Regions from separate parts of the Xenopus laevis genome. Here region 1 is linked to region 2. A link is a contact called in public Hi-C data. All regions are on one chromosome and are shown on one strand. The core of a region is the stretch at or near the end of the contact, and the rest is flanking DNA. Distances in the headings are between cores, read along the strand shown. Region 1 has its middle 22 kb from the start of itgb7.L. Region 2 overlaps LOC108708649 (retinoic acid receptor gamma-like).

What was found. A called contact is a pair of places that touch in the nucleus more often than the background predicts.
Region 1: a Hi-C map of animal cap shows a contact between it and region 2, with 7 times the contacts expected there. The contact joins two enhancer-like sites. A contact is called at or near these places in 3 of 4 Hi-C or Micro-C datasets (the XL177 cell line, the XTC cell line and animal cap).

The regions. Positions count from the first base shown.
Region 1 is chr2L:155,508,968-155,511,686 of Xenopus_laevis_v10.1, reverse strand. No RefSeq gene overlaps it. Among protein-coding and RNA genes, the nearest start is that of itgb7.L, 22 kb to the left of the region's middle. Within about 2 kb of position 1,411, at least 1 of the 7 cell types and tissues checked has an H3K27ac peak or open chromatin away from gene starts, as enhancers often do.
Region 2 is chr2L:155,421,690-155,424,473 of Xenopus_laevis_v10.1, reverse strand. All of the region lies in intron 2 of LOC108708649 (retinoic acid receptor gamma-like), which reads right to left. Among protein-coding and RNA genes, the nearest start is that of LOC108708649, 50 kb to the right of the region's middle. Within about 2 kb of position 1,348, at least 3 of the 7 cell types and tissues checked have an H3K27ac peak or open chromatin away from gene starts, as enhancers often do.

The sequences.
Region 1 (2,719 bases), core at 162-2,661, 87 kb before region 2:
TTGCACACTAACAATCTAGGGCAACAGTGGAATCATTTGAAGGTAAAGAGTTAAGCAAAGGCGACAAATCACGTCTTTTCCTGTGTCTGTTACTAATTAGGTAAGGTTCCCCCCACCCCACGAAAGAGCTGGCATTAAATGCTCACGGGAAATGTGCACAGATGAAATGACGGGAAAGGTCTTTGGTTAACCACTTCCTTGCTACAGGGTTTTTGCGAAAATACCTACGCATGTGTAGGCTGCAGAAGATGCCCTACAGTGTGTGGTTCCCAGAACTGCTATTAATATACCACATGGCATCAGCAAAGCTTAATGTATGTTACACCATACTCCTAACACACATCAAGATACCATGTGAGAACCCAGCCTCTATTCATTGCTTTCTGTGTGTGTGTTTCTATATCCCGGCTACACTGGCAGTTAGGGCTGGGCTTAGGGAAGAAAAGCCCCAGGCAAAAGTAAGAACAGAGGGGCCCCCATCGTTTCCAGCTGGTCATGACTCAAAACTCCCACCATTCCCATGACAGGCACAGATTGGACATCCTGGATGTAATTACACAAAAAGAATATTACACAATGTTATTTGTTACTCGTAATTTTTTCAAGGACATTTTTCTCTTCAAGAGGCCCCCTGCTCTAAAAGCAGCACCACTGTTAGAAGTATTTTCAAAGGCTTATACTCTCAAATAAAAACATTCCAGTGACATTTATACTTCAATTTCGCTGAACCACCGAACTACATCATGTGTACCATCCATTTTCCATCATATAAAGGCAGTGGTTACCTACTATGGTTGAGTTCACAGTGTGTGTATAATTGTGTGCAAGGGCTGCCTCCTACACATTTGGATGGTTTTGCTCACAGGGCTATGAGGAAAGTACCACCACTGAAATGGTTTCAGGGAGATTTATGGTGCATATTGCATAGGATAGATTAAAAGAATATTCCTTACAGGTGATAAATATCCATGTACACATCTATTATAACAAACAAACAACCATCCAAAGAACTATAAATTCACAGCCAATGACTCCATTTGCTCCTTCAACCACTGCCTGACTCTGGTATGCATATTAACCCCATCCAGCATTATCTAGTTACCGTACCTCCCACTGAGTTCTCAGGCCTCCCATGGCCCCAGTTCCAATTGAACTTCCCCCTGCCTTATACTTGCTGCTGGGTTTCACACCCAGGCCACTGTCCACTCCAAGTAATATCTAGTCATACACCATAAACAAAGGGAGCAGGGGATGCTGACAGGGATGACCTGAGCTCCTTCTGTTTCCCTATGAAATCCCTCAAAAGCCAATCCCATCCTAAACTCCCATCAATAAATCAGGAATGAGGGGACAGGGGGAGCCTGCTTCCTAAAACTGGCCTTAAACTGTGAGAATTAACTGCTGATTTGGCCCCTTCAAATCAATTCTCCCTCCCTGACAAATATATACTCAGGTGGGGACCACATCAGCCTTGTGATAAAGTACTTTCCTGATGGGCCTGAATGTAGAGATGGGATCTACCCAATTTGGCTCAACATTTAGGATCCTAAAACTCTTGTCATTAACTTTATTCTGCCAACCACCATTAACTTCTCCACCCCTTTATAAACCAACTGCTCCTAGCTCAACAAACATGATTTATGAAGCACATAAAAGCCCTGGAGTTGATTTGAAGGGGGGGCGCTTGTATGTGGAAGATTTTGCTGTGAACAGACAACATGCTGTCAAAAGAGCTCTCCATGCTGGTGAAACAAGCCATCCTTAAGCTGCAAAAACAGAAAAACCCATCTGAGAAATTGTTACAATATCAGGAGTGGCAAAATCTACAGTTTGGTACATCCGGAGAAAGAAATAAAGTGTTATGTTTTGGGTAGTCGAGGATGAGTAGAGTATAACAGTGCTTTATTAGCAGAGACTCCTGCAGCCATTATACAACAGTAACTTTCACTTTTAAGCTGTCAGGAAGTATGCACAGTATAAGTCTGAGCACAGTGACATCTACAGGCCATTTGTATAAACACCACAGAAAGCACTGGTGAACTCAGCGACGCAAAAAGACCTGGATGTCCACTGAAGACAACAGTGGTGGATGATCGCAGAATCATTTCGATGGTGAAGAGAAACCCCTTCACAACAGCCAAACAAGTGAACAACACTCTCCAGGAGGTAGGTGTATCGATATCCAAGTCTAACATAAAGAGAAGACTGCATGAAAGTAAATACAGAGGGTGCACTGCAAGGTGCAAGCCACTCCTAAGCATCAAGAATAGAAAGGCTAGACTGGACTTTGCTAAGAAAGAAAAAAACATATAAAAAAGCCAGCACCGTTCTGGAAAAAGATTCTTTGGACAGATGAAACTAAGATCAACCCTTACCAGAATGATGGCAAGAAAAAAGTATGGAGAATGTGTGGAACAGCTCATGATCCAAAGCATAGCACATCATCTGTAAAACATGGCGGAGGCAGTGTGATGGCTTGGGTGTGCATGGCTGCCAGTGGCACTGGGACACTAGTGTTTATCCATCATGTGACACAGGACAGACGCAGATGAATGAATTCTGAGGTGTTCAGAGACACTGTCTGCTCAAATCCAGCTAAATGCAGTAAAATAATGACCCAAAACATACAGCCAAAGCAACCCAGGAGTTTATTAAAGCAAAGAAGTGGAATATTCTTGAATGGCCAAGTCAGTCACCTGATCTGAACCCAATTTAGCTG
Region 2 (2,784 bases), core at 99-2,598:
ATTTTTGAACCTGGCCCTCATGCCTTATTTTGGGTTTTTATACATTCATACAGAATATATGGTTGCAAAAAAAAAAAGCTTAATGCATTTGCACTGTATCTATTGACATCTGCACCCTCTGTTCCTGTTTATTTACTTACTCACACAGAGGCACAGCGCAACTTCCACCAGAACTTACTTACAAAGGTCTGAAGCAGTGTAAAATAATGGCGGCAATTCTGGCATTAACAAAACACACCTTGATTACACGTTTTTTTACACCGTTTTTTGTCGGATTTCATTTTACACAAAATAATAAATAGGCCCCATAGTGTCCAAAAGAGTCTTCAAGAGTGCTAGGTCAAAAACCATATTTGTTGAAGAACCAGATCTCCATCTATAACAAAGTTCAAGTGTATTTTATTTCTTTTTTATCTCCTTGCTAAAGGCCCCAAGCAGGATCACAGTCACACTATATTATTAGGAAGCTCTGGTCCCTCATTATATAGTATATGCCTATTGTAAAATATAAGGATATTATAAGTCACCAAGGAGTTCCATGACCATATAAAAGCACAAAGCCTTCAGTCTTTTGCCTTGTGCCAAATAATATATACGTATATGCTTTGATGGCATTTGTATAATTCTGATAACTCTTCTGGCTCAAGTCAATGTAACACCCACATATGAAATATGGCTCATATTTGGAATATATGCTCCACTGACAGATACTAAAGCACTAGTCTATAATAGTTATGACATATTTACTTCAACATAAATATCAATATAGTAACCTGAAAGGTTAAAGTTTTCAATATCTTTATAAAAAAAAGTCAATTTTTCAAGCAGAAATGTTGCTATGTATAGGGACAAGTTGACTCCCTGTAGGTAAATGTAATCTGAACAAATTGCATATTACAACCAATTGAGCAAAATACCTATTTGTCCAAACATTAAGTTGAAGGTACTGTAACAGACAAACAGACAGGTAGAGCTGTTAGGCTAGGGCCAGGTGATGTTAGCAATGCAGATTCTCCTCAGGCAGAGAATCCGCTGCCTGCTGCTCCCCTTGACTTTTCAACGGTGCACAGATTTTTGCGGGAAATGCAAAATGTTGCATTTTGGAGCCGACATCTGCCTGCACCTGAGCGAAAACAATGCTTCCGGGTGCAGGCAGACCAGGAGCAGAAGAGCAGTGGCCAGCACCCCAGCGGATTCTCAGCCTGCGGAGAAACACAGTCCAAGATCTGCCATCGTCTGGCCCAGGCCTTACTGTAGAAAGAACAATGTTGCCTGTCTGCTTATCTTGGATATGGTGTCGCCCCAGATATCCTTTTACTGCAGATGTGCAACTCTTCTCCGGGGGTATTTTGCTAACTAATTGAAAAGTGGGAGGTGTGAGTAGAACAACAATGAGCCTTTAGGGGATAGAGATGAACCTAATCTCCAAGCCAAACTGCCTTTAGCTGCAGAGTAAACAGCATTAATGGAAAGAGAGGGAGCTACTGGGATTAAATGTCAAATTGTGAGAGAGGGCAAGAAGGATGAGGGACACTGTATAGCAGAAAGAGGGATTAAAGGCCCATCTAGATAAGAAGACAGGAAGATAAGTGTTTCACAGAATGGAAGATAATGAACATACAAAGAAAAAGGAAATCAGAATTACTATTGTAACTACCCAGATGGAGGCCTGTATGTAAGAACATAATGTCTCAATTGTGTTTATTTGCACATCACATTTCAATGAACCCGCAGATATGTTAATCAGAGCTGCCCCAGTTAATTCTTGACCAGAGGAGTGGGCAGGAATGTTTGGCACAGGTGTGATTATATCAGTGTAATATCCACTAACTAATATACTTACCTCCAGCCAGATAACTTTTAACCCAAACTTGGTGGGAAATATACTGTGGGGCTCTATTGTATATGTTTTTTTCCAGCACGTACTAAGTTAATGCTTCTCTTTCTCTATTCCAGAGCGGGCTCCTAAAATCCTAGTAAGAGCATGTAACCGAAACCCTTTCCTCTCATTATGTTCATTTGGAGGCTGCATACTTCTCTTGTTCCTTTTAATAAACATCAGGCTTTAAACACATGGCAGGGAAACAGAGAAGCAGGAGATCATTCCACCCCTCGGCCTGGCTTTCCGCAGGTTCATGCCATCACTGAAAAGGAATTCTGCAGCACCCCAGTTTGGCCATTTGCTGCTCACGTCTGTGGTACAATTATTAGCACTATGGCTGCACGACTCCAGCTCACTGAATAGAATCCCCACAGGGAAAAAGAAGAGATTCATCTTCTAATACAATTAGGAAAGATTATCTGTCAGATAAAATCAGCGGCTGGGGTCTCTCCCACCCGGCACACACAGTAAGTCATCTCCCCCCCTTACCTGTCACCAAGCGTCTTTAAGAAAAACAAACAGCAACTTCTGTTCACAAAAGGAGTGCAGTGTTTGCTAATTAAATCCAACTAACCAACCAATTACAAAGCCCACCAGCAATTCAGTGCTTCGGGGGCTATATCTAGAAATTGATGGGTATCTACAATTACATTATACGTGACTTTCACACACAAAAGGTTACAAAAATAATAACAAAAATGTTATATCCCAGCTGATTGGAGCTACCATGTTAGTTTGCACATGGTCAGCAGACAGTGAAAACTGAATGGAAGAATACAGTCAAGACATATATTTGGTTAATTCTGTAATGTTTAGAGGAAATTTCAATTTGCCCCTTTAGCTAAACCTAAAATCTTAGTTTAAAGGTCAATTAGTGTGGAATGGTTTTAGATTTTTTTTAT